2 separate regions of the Triticum aestivum genome follow, and region 2 is linked to region 1. The links are chromatin contacts, called in public Hi-C maps. All regions are on one chromosome and are shown on one strand. Each heading gives the region's core, a stretch centred on a gene start, on an enhancer-like site or on the middle of the called end of the contact. The rest is flanking DNA. Distances are from core to core; before and after follow the strand shown. Region 1 holds the start of LOC123054814 (probable LRR receptor-like serine/threonine-protein kinase At3g47570). Region 2 holds the start of LOC123054816 (serine/arginine repetitive matrix protein 2).

Evidence for each region. Hi-C and Micro-C count contacts between places; a contact is called where the count stands out from the background.
Region 2: a contact with region 1 is called in a Hi-C map of leaf, with 4 times the contacts expected there. The contact joins the promoter of LOC123054816 here to the promoter of LOC123054814 in region 1. A contact is called at or near these places in 2 of 5 Hi-C or Micro-C datasets (both in leaf).

The regions. Positions count from the first base shown.
Region 1 is chr2D:595,583,205-595,590,350 of IWGSC CS RefSeq v2.1, reverse strand. LOC123054814 (probable LRR receptor-like serine/threonine-protein kinase At3g47570) reads left to right here and starts at 2,812. Exons shown (of 5, transcript XM_044478662.1): 1 at 2,812-2,909; 2 at 3,408-3,449; 3 at 3,544-6,254; 4 at 6,380-6,730; 5 at 6,962-7,146. The coding sequence starts at 3,575. The coding sequence ends at 6,705.
Region 2 is chr2D:595,725,213-595,732,358 of IWGSC CS RefSeq v2.1, reverse strand. LOC123054816 (serine/arginine repetitive matrix protein 2) reads right to left here and starts at 2,721. Exons shown (of 12, transcript XM_044478665.1): 1 at 2,297-2,721; 2 at 1,656-1,698; 3 at 1-55. The coding sequence starts at 2,656.

The sequences.
Region 1 (7,146 bases), core at 1,563-4,062:
GAGTTTTGCTAAAGCATATATAGATGTGTCGGAAGTATTGCACATCTAAGTCCTATGTCATTGATCTTACACGGAGATTGTGTGGGTATTTTCCTTTTTTATTTTTTTCCTTCTTATACTTGATTGAGTCACTTAGATGTGTCTTAGGCGGACCGTATTATAATATAATATATTATTATTAATCACTTTCTTTGTTGAAATTGTGTCAATACTGCTACTAATGACAATGGGAAGCTGCGTTTGACTGGTTCCATGGATAGGGATTGGACTGTAGAAAGAAGAATACATTTTTTAGATAATAAAGAAAAACACATTCACATTATAGCTTGTCGGTGGTAGATAATTGGTTCGCCTATAAATGAAGCTTGTATCGTTCTTTGTAGTATTGCAATCCCGATATATGGATGCATGGTTGCATATTTATACATCAATTTATCTACGTCATGCAATGCAATGTGTCGTCATATGCAAAATATCGGAGTGAATAGCATAAAACTATCACAATTCGCGTTACGGTTCCAAAAAACTACCAGAAATTTGTTTGTGACTAATACCTACCAAAATTGACGTCGGTTGTCTCAAAAAACCCAAATCACCATGTGATTCAAAATTGATCTGGTTTATGACAAGTCAGGCCCACTCCTAAACAAACCGTTGTTTGATTGTTTAGGTTGACCGTTAACTTACATGTGGGGCCCACATGTAAGCTTCATCTTCCTCTTTGTCTTTCTTCTCCGCTCAACTCCATCGATCTCTCTCTTCTCTCCTCTGCTCCCGACCAGGCGACGACCCTCTCACCTCCCGACCCGCCGACGACCCTCCCCAGCCTACCTCTCTCCTCGGCCGCCGGAAGACGCGCGTGGGATGTCGGCCGACGTGCGGGAAGGCTCACAGTCAGCCACCGCTCACGGCCGGCCACAACGACGGGCTACGGCTGGCCACCGCCACGGGCGCGAAGGCAACCGGCGAGCAGCTCCACCACCCACGCCTCCTCCCTCCTCCCCGTAGCTCACCTCCTATGGCGCGTGCGCCGCCCGGCCCAATCTCCGGTGGAGCTCGCCATGGCTGCTTCTCCTGCAGCCGACAGCAGGGAGCCCTTGAGCTTTACCGCGTGCAACAGGGCAGCATGGACGACCTCGAGCTCCACCGCGTGCAGCAGAGCATCGGGGACGCGCTGCTGAAGGCTAGCCGACGCCCACATCGGCTCTGGCGACGAGCTCGCCGGCGGGGACCCGATTGCTTTTTATTTTATTTTTCAGGGACCCGATTGCTTTTTATTTTATTTTTTAGGGACCCGATTGCTAATTGAGGGATTGCATTTTTTTAATATGTGGAAGAGACGCTGACATGTAGGCCCTACATGTAAGTTAACGGTCAAACAAACGGTCTAACAAACGGTCATCTTACGGGTAGGCCCCAGCTGTCATAAACCTGATCAGGTGTTAACCACTCACCCATTTGGGTTTTTTTGAAACAGCCGACACCGAAAGTGGTAGGTATTAGTCACAAACAAATTTCTGGTAGTTTTTTAGAACCGTAACGCGAATTGTGGTAGTTTTATGCTATTCACTCAAAATATCGGCAGGACAGTAAAAGAACGTTGTCATGACATCGTCATAATTTGACATGGGCGGCCTTACCAATGGGTGGGAAGACGTGCTCACCACCGCTACGGTCTTTCACAAGTGGCGGCCTATCATGCCCGCAGGCCACTGATAGTTGTATTATCGATGGTAATGGCAGGAAACAAGTGGCATGCGCCTACCCGTCACTGGTACTTGTTTTGCGTATGCCACTGGTATCATGTTTTGTAGTGGCGTGAAGATATAATTCTTTTACTCATACCCTATTATTTTTATCAAACTAATAAGTAATGGTTAAGATGAAGTCTCAAAATACGTGACCGGATGGAAACACACGAAGATTTTTCTTTCCGTAGGAGAGCATCGTGGCTCCACTTGATGTGGAAATTATTATATATGGGCCACCAAAGTCAAGTCTATTCAAGTTTGATTTTCACGAAAAAGGCCATCGTTTTCCAAGTTCCATTATAGAGAGGGAGTCAATAGCTACGGGTAGGAAAGTTGTCTTCGACTGATTGTATTGATATGCATTAACCCGAAGAAAGAAAAATAACCTTTTATAGAATGAAGAAGAAACACTTTGACCCTATCAAAAAAACTTTGGCATTAAAGTTTCATGGTTAAACATTGACCATCAATTTGATCAATAATAATATTAAGCACATGTTATGAAAATTGTATTATTATTGAAAACTACTCCCTCCGTCTCAAAATAAGTGTCGGTGATTTAGTATAGTATATTTTAATACAAATTTAATGATGTAACTTTTGTGACACATACCTCAAAAGTATCAGTTTTGTTAAAGCACATCTAGATGTGCCGTAAGTATTGCACATCTAAGTCCCACGTCATTGATTTTACACGGAGATTCGTGTGGGTATTTTCCTTTTGTCTTTTGTTTTTCCTTCTTATACTTGATTGAGTCACTTAGATGTGCCTTAGACGGACCCTTTTATAATATAATATATTATTATTAATCACTTTCTTTGTTGAAATTGTGTCAATAATGCTACTGATCACCATGGGAAGCCGTCTTTGACTGGTTTCATGGATAGGGACTGGACTGTAGAAAGAATCCATGGGAAGCCGTCTTTGACTGGTTCCATGGATAGGGACTGGACTGTAGAAAGAAGAATACATTCTTTTAGATAATATAAAAAAAACACGTTGACATTATAGCTTGTCAGTGGTAGATACTTGGTTCGCCTATAAATGAAGCGTGTATCGCTCTAAGCAGCTAGTAAAGAACTTATATAGGCCTATCGCCGCTATCCAACAAAAGTACGCATGCAGGCTCTCTCTGAAGGAGGTGGTGCAAAAGCATGGTGAGTTACATACTGTTTCAGTGTTTCTACAGTTAAGATGACATGCTTTTGCAGTCTTGCTGCATAGTGTACAACTTCAGATCACTCTCTTCATTTTCCAAATGTCCAATAAGTGGTGGGTAATGGCCAACAACAACTTGAAGGGCACAAATGTCTAGCTTATCTTTGAGTTTGTATATAACCTCTTTTCCAGATCGAGAAAACACGAGTTTCTAATCAGCATGAAACGCAATTTTATACGCGTTGGTCTGTGTTTTGGTGATGATTATATATTACGGTGCTTGCTAGTTGATACAAACATGTTTTCCTGATAGATGTACATAAAAGCTTACCACAAAAGTAGTATAAATAAGAGGTCAACTCTTGCTAGGAAAGTTTCTGTGTCCTACACACACACAGTATCCGAATGGCAATTCGATTAGTAAAGCGCAGTTATAGTAATATTCAACATTCAGTGACTCTACTTTTGACTTGTGCTTAATCTTGCTGATGGAACAGAGAGGAAGAGTTGGTTCCTGATAGGGCAGGGTAGTCTTTCAGGTACTTCACTCACCAACAATTCCATATAGTATTTGCCAACACTTGTTGCCTATCTAATTTTTTGCCGCTTGTATTATTTATGCATATAATGAAGCTCTAAATTGGACAAAGAAAGAAATCCAGCCATGATGGTTATTGCAGTTGGACAGTTTCTCTTGGCACTTGTGGCTTGCAGTACCCATGTCGTCGTCTGCTCCTCACATGGAAATGCGACAGATCGGTTATCACTGCTTGAATTCAAGGAGGCAATCAGTCTTGATCCCCAGCAAGCTCTCATGTCCTGGAATGACAGCTCGGATTTCTGTAACTGGGAAGGTGTCTCGTGTAGGCCTAAGAATCGACATCGCGTCACTTCCCTCGACCTCAGCGGTCGAGGCTTACAAGGGCGCATCTCTCTGTCACTCGGAAATCTTACATTTCTAAGAAATCTATCGCTACCACGCAATCTGTTCATTGGACAAATCCCTGCGTCCCTTGGTCACCTGCAGCACCTCCAGAATCTCTACTTGAGTAATAACACACTCGAGGGTGAGATACCAGACTTCGCAAATTGTTCTAGTCTGCAGATGCTATGGCTGGATCGCAATCACCTAGTTGGAAAAATCCCTACACATGCCAATTTTCCTCCTCACCTTCAAAGCCTGCTGATTTCATATAACAATCTTACCGGCAAAATTCCCGTTTCACTTTTTAACGTCACAACACTAACTCGACTTGATGTCTCGTCAAATCGGATCAGTGGCGAGATCCCAAGTGAAATCGGAAATATGCCCATGCTGCAGTTCTTTTTCGCCTGGGGAAATAAGCTATCAGGAAGGTTCCAACCAGCCATCCTCAATGTGTCTTCTCTTGCTGTACTAAGCCTTGCCTCCAACTATCTAAGTGGCCAACTGCCATCCAACCTTGGTAGTTCATCACCCAATCTTCAAAAGTTTGGTTTATTTAACAACTTGTTTGACGGGCCTATCCCAAATTCGCTGGTGAATGCTTCTAAGCTGTCCTTGGTTGATTTGTTGAGTAATAATTTCACTGGGGTGGTGCCTAGTTCTATTGGCAAACTTAAAGAGCTCTCCTGGTTGAATCTTGAATACAATCAGTTACAAGCACATGACAAGCAAGACTGGGAGTTTATGAATAGTCTAAGCAATTGCACTGAGCTACAGAAATTGTCGCTGCGTGGGAATCGTCTTGAAGGACGGTTATCAGATACATTTGCCAACCTTTCTGCCAAACTTGAAATGTTCTTCTTCGGAAGGAACAGACTATCAGGGGGTTTCCCTGCCGGTATAGCTAACCTTCACAGCCTGGAGTTTTTGGCATTGGATGAAAACCAGTTTACCGGTGTCATTCCAGAATGGCTAGGAACTCTAGAGAGCTTGCGGGTTATCGTATTAAGGAACAACGCTTTTACAGGATATATTCCATCTTCCCTCTCTAATTTATCTCTACTGGGGGAACTCTTTTTGGATTCTAACCAGTTGTATGGGCATATACCCCCGAGTTTGGGAAACCTCAAAACCCTTGAGTCATTGGAACTTTCCAATAACATTCTTGATGGTAGCATTCCAAAGGAGATATTCAGCATTCCTACAATTAGAGAAATTGCGCTATCTTCAAATAGCCTAGGTGGACCACTTCCTACTGAAGTAGGCCGTGCCAAGCAACTACAGTACTTGTATCTTTCATCTAATAACCTGTCCAGTGGCATCCCTGACACACTGGGCAACTGTGACAGTATGGAATACATTGAGTTGGATCAGAATTTTCTTAGTGGAAGCATTCCAGCGTCACTAGGCAGCATCAGAAACTTGCAAGTACTCAATGTGTCTCACAACCGCTTATCAGGATCCATACCGAAATCTATTGGCAGCCTGATGTATCTTGAACAACTAGATTTGTCATTCAACCGTCTCGGAGGCGAAGTCCCAGAAATAGGCATATTCAAGAATGTGACTGCTTTATGGGTAGATGGGAACAAGGGGCTTTGCGGTGGTGCAGCGAAGTTACACCTACCGGCCTGCCCTGTCATACCTTCGAATTCAACTAAGCACGTGACATCAACAGTGCTCAAAGTAGTGATCCCATTAGTCAGCATGGTGTCACTTGCTGTGGTCATATCTGTCTTGCTATTCTGGAGGAGAAAACGGAAGAAGATTTACATGTCTCTCCCTTCTTTTGGTCGAAAGTTTCCCAGAGTTTCTTGCCACGATCTTGATAGAGCAACTGATGGCTTCTCCACATCCAACTTGATTGGCAGAGGAGGATACAGTTCTGTGTACAAAGGTAGACTGTTGCAAGATGGAACTATTGTTGCTGTTAAAGTTTTCACCCTAGAGACAAGAGGAGCACAAAAGAGCTTCATTGCGGAATGCAATGCTTTGAGAAATGTGCGGCACCGGAATCTGGATCCTATCCTAACTGCTTGCTCGAGTATCGATTCTAAAGGGAATGATTTCAAAGCCCTAGTATATGAATTCATGCCAAAGGGTGACTTGCACGCACTACTGTACTCAGCTTTGGGAGATGAAAACACTTCAAATTCAGAGCGCATTACACTAGCTCAAAGGTTGAGCATTGTGGTGGATGTAGCAGATGCACTGGAGTACCTCCACCATGACAACCAAGGTGCTATTGTTCATTGTGATTTGAAGCCTAGCAACATTCTTTTGGATGATAATATGACAGCTCACGTTGGAGATTTTGGCCTTGCGAGGTTCAAAGCTGGTCCGACACAGTCATATTTCGGTGACTCAAACTCTGCTTCTTCGACTGTAATAAAAGGAACGATCGGATATGTCGCTCCAGGTGATGTCTGTTGTTCGTTTTTCATGTTGTGCCATATATGGTACAGCATAACTTGAAAATGACTCCTTATTTGTGATGCTTATGTTAATATTTTGACTAAACTATTGTCGTACGTGCTGTTACAGAGTGGGCAACTGGTGGTGAAGTTTCAGTTGCCGGGGACATTTATAGCTATGGGATTATTCTGTTGGAAACATTTTTGAGGAAGAGACCGACAGAAGATATGTTCAAGGATGGACTGAGCATCACAAACTTTGTGGAGATGAATTTTCCTGCTGGGATATCACAGATTGTTGACTCTGACTTGCTACAAGATCGTCCAGTAGCCACCAAGGAAAAAGATTTGGACTGTTTAGTCTCGGTGCTAAACGTTGGACTTTGCTGCACCAAGTTGTCCCCGAGTGAGCGCCCCAACATGCATGAAGTGGCTGCAAGCCTTCACGGAGTTTAGGAGGCATATCTTGGAGGGAGATAAGGTAAACACGTACTTAGTCTTTGGTGCCTTAGGTGTTGCGCATAATTTACAGAAGGTTTATCACTAAATGGATGTGCCTTTTCTTTGTAAATAAGACCACTACTCTTGTCACTGTCGTAACCGTTCAGTAGGCGAACTAACCTGATACATTGTTTTAAAATATAACTAACTTGATGCTTCCCCGCAAAAAAAAAAAAAAAAACTAACTAACTTGATGCTCGTAGTCCTGCAGATTACCTCCAAAACCCGACCACAGGAGGTGCCTGCTGCGAACAACGAGTTGTGGCGTGGTCAGGGTGTTCTCCTCCTACTACAAGTTGTTTTTGCTGGAGTACTGTTGTGCAATGGCGCTCTGTTTCTGATGTTGCTCAAAGCAGAGCACCCCCACCCCTCCCACCCATGGATCGTCATTCATGT
Region 2 (7,146 bases), core at 1,472-3,971, 140 kb before region 1:
CTCAGAGATGGCTGAGCTTGTGGGCTTGGATATTGAAGCATAGCATTCCCATTACCTGTTATTACATGGCATAGTCAAAATCTACCAGTATCAAACCCTGAGCAGAAATACATATCAGCATCATCCATATACCATATAGTTGCATACAGTGACCCGCCTAGTAATTAAGGGTGAAAAACACGAGTGTTTGCAAGAGACACAAATATTCCACCTCTTCAAAGTGAAAAGTACAATGGATCAACTACATGCCACAGGAATTAAGAACCTAGAAAAGCTACATAGGTTATACCATTTGTATTGTAATTTTGGTAACACCAAAAACGTGATGTAATCAAGAGTCATTGGTAAAGAAAATCACAAGCATCATAGTGCATGCAACCAATAATTTGGATTTTCTGCTCCATTTGAGGCCAACACAATAGTGACATCCAATGAATTGCCTCAAAATACAACAGGAATGACGTATAAACAGCTAAGGTAGCTACAATATCAGAAGATAGATGAAGTGATATACCCCCTCTGTTCTAAAATAAGTGATGCTTTAGATTTTTCAGTCTTTCTGCAATTGAACTGAATACATATCCAGCAGGGTACATCTAATTCTGACGCAGGCCACACAAGCAAATTAAATTGCCAAGCAAGGCATACCTTGAGCAGAAGAATAATTATAAGGTACCTCCTGCTCATAGGTGGATGGAAATGGACCAAAATTCTTCGGTGGTGGCGCCATTGGACCTCTATCTGCAATATCATCTTCAGATCTGTTCTGAAACTTATATACCCATCTGTAACACATAATGAGCAAGAGTAACAGGACATGTTACCTTGCAAATAGTTTGTTTCCCTCTGTTGACCTGACATTTGAAACAGCAACTGGTCGCTACTTGATTGTGGAATTGGTGGGTGTAAAGGTTCTGCCGGCAGACCAGCTGGTTGCTGATACTGATCATTGTGGCCATAATGGTGAATTTCTGTTCTACTTGGAATGGCATGCTGCTGAATCTGGTGGTTCTCTGTAACAGATTTAGCAGAAGCCCATTCCTTTGCCTTTGTGGCCCAATCGTCCTCATTGGCAAGCCCTTCGAGTTTATTTTGTTTTTAGAAATTAAATCGTCACAACAAACTAACCATTTATTATTAGAAGAAATAAATTTTCTGCTCCAAGGAGCCTTTTTTAAGTTGGATGTCGAACTAAAATTCCATTATAAGTCGTTTAACTAATAACGTAACTAGGCAATGCATTTGTTACATCACAAACCAAGAATCACGACACAACTTGGGAAGGACTGATTGTGTACAGAAGTATTGAGTCAATGATCAGAAGCAAGCTAAGTAGGACGGGACATGCATTAATAGTAACAGGCAAAAGAAAAACAGTGTAACAACCAATCAAACAACCGAAATAACAGTGACGCACCTGATAAATAATTGAATAAATGTTTTGAAACTTGAGTTGCATGCACAGTTCATAGTTATTTGACAAACATCCATATTCATAGACACACAAATATTGCATTACAATACCCACATATCATAACGATGCTCCACATCAGTATCAACACAAACTATGTAAGTCTAGTTTGGATTACCTCAGTGTTTTCTCTGCGAGTAAAATTATACATATAATAACATAGACTTGGATGATATTGACATACCTGGGTATCCATGATTTTGAGGCCATGAATGATTCGGCCAAGCCTACAAATAAGAAATGTCCAATTGTAAGTCACAGAACTTCATGTCCAATGGAAGAACATGACAAATAGGCAACTGAAACAAGAAGCCACAGGTAAAAACACGTCCATATGGCTTAAAACTTGAAAACTAACAAAACATGACGCCATTTGGCAGAACATTTGATGCCACTGAAGAAACCTCACTCCAAACAAGGATAACTAAATCATAAAATTGCTGCGAGTGCTGAGTTGTACAGAGCGGAAGAGACAATCTTGACAAAATTACATCAGTAGTGACAAAATTTGCCGAAAAGTTCCTCATCAATCGCAGGGGGCTAAGCTACCGATTGCACAATGTCACAAAACCACCCGCTTATATAACCCACCCGCGTTCTACCATGACACCAACATCGGACTACACCAGACACAATCCACAGTAAATCGAGTGGGATCACAGAACCAACATATAAGTTTATAACATGCTTCACCTAAACCCTAGGACCAACAACGGGCCTACGCTCCGAATCCTAACACAAATCAGCTACAAATGCTCCTTCCTAACAGTATACTGATCACCAATCTTCTGTCCCAGCGACGGAAACCGGGTGACGCCGACATACCTGTCCCGGAGGCGGAGGCGGAGGCGGGTAGCTCTGCGGCGGGGGCTGGGCCGCAGCGTGGTGAGGAGGCCAGGGGTTCCCGGGCGCGGGCGGCGGCGGCTGCATCTGCTGCTGCATCGGCGGGGGAGGGGGCTGGTACGCGTACTGCAGCGGAGGCGGAGGGCGGTGCTGGTGCTGGAGGTCGGGGGGCGGGTGGCCCCACTGGTGGTGCTGGGGAGGGTACGGGTGGTTGGGGTGGGGAGGGTGGTACGGCGGCGCGGGGCTGGGATACCAGTTGGAGGGCGGAGGGGGCTGCGGCGGCGGCGCGTCGCCGGAGCCGGAGCCGTCGAAGCGGCGCTGGTGGTGGTGGTACGCGTCCATGGAGGCGGGGCGGAGAGGAAGGGGGGTCGGACGGGACGGGGGCACGAGCTGCTGAGCCTGGGTTTGTCCTGGTCTGGTCTGGTCGGGTTGGGTGGTCGCGTTTTGTTTTGCCGTGAACGAACGAGGCCGGGTTGGCGCCGGACTGGAGGACCACGGGCTGGGCCTGCGTGTACTGCCAGGCAGGCCGTGGCAAATCGGCCCAGCTGTGAAATGAAGGAGGATTTGGGAGGGCCAATATGAGCAGTAAATTTGGAGGGCCATTTACTCAAAAAAAAGTAAATTTGGAGGGCCATAAAATACCGCTTGTTCAACCGAGAACCCCGTGATCTAATATATTCCACACTCTGTGGCATTTGATAGATGTAGCTTAGCTTTACCCCTAAAAAAACTGAATATTATAAAAACCACAAGTGCCTTTACTAGGTAAGTAATTTGTGCTTGTAATATATGGATGGATGATAGAATAACATGATGATTGCAGATTAGCATGATTAACACAATACATCTCCCCTTGACTTGATTACGAATGTATAGATATATGATCAGCATGATTATTAACACAATACACATCGAATTTTTTCTATGTGTTAAAAATGATAGATGAGATCGTGAGATTTGTGGGAGGGGGTCTCTGGTGGACAAGGAGCGGATGTACCGGCCTTATGCAGAACATGCATCATGTAGAGCAGCTCGGGGAGGCAATGTCCACTTGGATCAACCTTGTTCAAGACACCTGGGGTGGGTTCCTGAAGGTGTAGTTCGACGCGATATAAACGATACCATAGATGCGGTTCAAAGAGCTCGTGACGTGCATCTTGGTGGAGGCAAACCCGGAGGAGAGGAACTGGATGTGGCCAAGTGGTAGTCTAACCACCATACCCCACGAGGGCAACGTGGTTAATTAGCTGGGCTTTTCGGGAGGGGCGGATCTCTGATTGTAGAGAAGGCGACACACTGGTTCTCGTGGTATCGATCCTCATGCTTCTCCTTGATGTAATGATGAATATCAATGTAATGTGATGCATGTATTGCAATTCTGATATATGGATGCATGTTTGCGTGTTTATACATCAATTTATCTGTGTCATGCAATGTAATGTGGTGTCATATGCAAAATATCGGCAGGACAGTAAAAGAACGTTGTCGTGACAACGTCATAATTTGACATGGGCAACCTTACCAATGGGTGGGAAGACATGCTCACCACCACCAGGGTCTTTCACAAGTGGCGGCCTTGTTGGGGAACGTAGCAGAAATTCAAAATTTTCTACGCATCACCAAGATCAATCTATGGAGTAATCTAGCAACGAGGGGAAGGGGAGTGCATCTACATACCCTTGTAGACCGCGAGCGGAAGCGTTCAAGAGAACGGGGTTGATGGAGTCGTACTCGTCGTGATCCAAATCACTGATGATCCTAGCGCCGAACGGACGGCACCTCCGCGTTCAACACACGTACGGAGCAGCGATGTCTCCTCCTTCTTGATCCAGCAAGGGGGGAGGAGAGGTTGATGGAGATCCAGCAGCACGACGGCGTGGTGGTGGAAGTAGCGGGATTCCAACAGGGCTTCGCCAAGCGCTGCGGGAGGAGGGAGATGTGTCACGGGAGGGAGAGGGAGGCGCCAGGGCTTAGGTATTGCTGCCCTCCCTCCCCCCCACTATATATAGGGCCAAGGGAGAGGGGGGGCGCTGCCTTGGCCCTTCCTCCAAGGAAGGGTGCGGCCAGGGAGGAGTCCATCCTCCCCAAGGCACCTCGGAGGTGCCTTCCCCCTTTAGGACTCTCCCTTTCCCTTATCTCTTGGCGCATGGGCCTCTTGGGGCGGGTGCCCTTGGCCCATATAGGCCAAGGCGCACACCCCTACAGCCCATGTGCCCCCCCGGGGCAGGTGGACCCCCGGACCCCTTTCGGCACTCCCGGTACAATACTGATAATGCGCGAAACTTTTCCGGCGACCAAAATAAGACTTCCCATATATAAATCTTTACCTCCGGACCATTCCGGAACTCCTCGTGACGTCCGGGATCTCATCCGGGACTCCGAACAACTTTCGGGTTACCGCATACTAATATCTCCATAACCCTAGCGTCACCGAACCTTAAGTGTGTAGACCCTACGGGTTCGGGAGACACGCAGACATGACCGAGACGACTCTCCGGTCAATAACCAACAGCGGGATCTGGATACCCATGTTGGCTCCCACATGCTCCTCGATGATCTCATCGGATGAACCACGATGTCGAGGATTCAATCAATCCCGTATACAATTCCCTTTGTCAATCGGTACGTTACTTGCCCGAGATTCGATCGTCGGTATCCCGATACCTTGTTCAATCTCGTTACTGGCAAGTCTCTTTACTCGTTCCGTAACACATCATCCCGTGATCAACTCCTTGGTCACATTGTGCACATTATGATGACGTCCTACCGAGTGGGCCCAGAGATACCTCTCCGTTTACACGGAGTGACAAATCCCAGTCTCGATTCGTGCCAACCCAACAGACACTTTCGGAGATACCTGTAGTGCACCTTTATAGCCACCCAATTACGTTGTGACATTTGGTACACCCAAAGCATTCCTACGGTATCCGGGAGTTGCACAATCTCATGGTCTAAGGAAATGATACTTGACATTAGAAAAGCTCTTAGCAAACGAACTACACGATCTTGTGCTAGGCTTAGGATTGGGTCTTGTCCATCACATCATTCTCCTAATGATGTGATCCCGTTATCAACGACATCCAATGTCCATGGTCAGGAAACCGTAACCATCTATTGATCAACGAGCTAGTCAACTAGAGTCTTACTAGGGACATGGTGTTGTCTATGTATCCACACATGTATCTGAGTTTCCTATCAATACAATTCTAGCATGGATAATAAACGATTATCATGAACAAGGAAATATAATAATAACCAATTTATTATTGCCTCTAGGGCATATTTCCAACAGGCCTATCATGCTCGTAGGCCACTATAGCTGTATTATCGGTGGTAGTGGCAGGTTACCAATGGCGTGCGCCTACCTACCACTGGTACTTGTTTTGCGTCTACCACATGTATCATGTTCTGTACTAGCGTGAAGATCTAATTCTTTTACTCATACCCTTATCAAACTAATAGGTAATGGTTAAAATCAAGTCCCAAAATATGTGACCGGCATGAAAAGACGCAGAGATTTTTTTCATAGGAGAGCATCGTGGCTCCACTTGATGCGGAAATTATTATTATTATTTTATTATTCATAGGCCACTAAAGTCAAGTCAATTCAAGTTTGATTTTCACGAAAAAGGTCATTGTTTTCCAAGTTCCATTATGGAGGGGGGGAATAGCAGCCACTACAGGTAGGAAAGTCGTCTTTGCCTGATTGTATTGATATGGACTAAACTGAAGAAAGAAAATTAACCTTTTATAGAATAAATAAGAAACATTTTACCCTGTCAAAAAAACTTTGACATTAATGTTTCATGGTTAAACATTGATCATCAATTTGATCAACAATAATATTAATCACATGTTATGAAAATTGTACTATTATTGAAAACTACTCCTTCTGTCCTGAAATAAGTGCCACTGATTTAGTGTAGTATATATTAATACAATTGAATAATATAACTTTTGTGACACATACTTCAAAAGTATCAGTTTTGCTAAAGCACACCTAGATGTTTCGTAAGTATTACACATCTAAGTCATATGTCATTAATCTTACACACGGATTCATGTGGGTATGTTCCTTTTTTTCTTTTCCTTCTTATACTTGATTGAGAGATGTGCCCTAGACAAGAAAATGGCGTTTTGGCTCTCCGCCTCCATGGAGACCGTTTTTCTGAAAAATTCAAAATTCAAAAATTTTGGTTTCAAAAAAATCTGAATTTTTTTGTACAAGTAAACAATGATGTGAGGCGTATGTGTGTAAAATTTCAGAATGAAATACGTTGAAATGCGACATGTACAAAAAAGACAAATTCATGATCTGGAAGGATGAATAGTATCATGTGTTAAAAAACCCCAGATTTGTCTTTTCAACGTATTTTGCCCTGAAAATTTACACACTTGTGCACTATGCCTTCATCTATCTCTGTTTTTTTAGAACTTTTTTAAATGTAAAAATATGAATTTTCAAGATTTTTGCATTTTGCATTTGGAGGCATCCATGGAGCTCGACCTCCAAGAGCAAATTCCGCCTAGACAGACCCCTATTATAATATAATATATTATTGTTAATCACTTTCTTTGTTGAAATTGTGTCAATACTGCTACTAATCACCATGGAAAGCCACCTTTGACTGGTTCCATGGATAGGGATTGGACTGTAGAAAGAAGAATACATTTTTTTAGATAATAAAGAGAAAACATGTTGACATTATAGCTTGTCGGTGGTAGATACTTGGTTCGCCTATAACTGAAGCTTGTATCGATCCATGTAGTATTGCAATTCCGATATATGGATGCAATGTTGCATGTTTATACATCAATTTATCTATGTCATG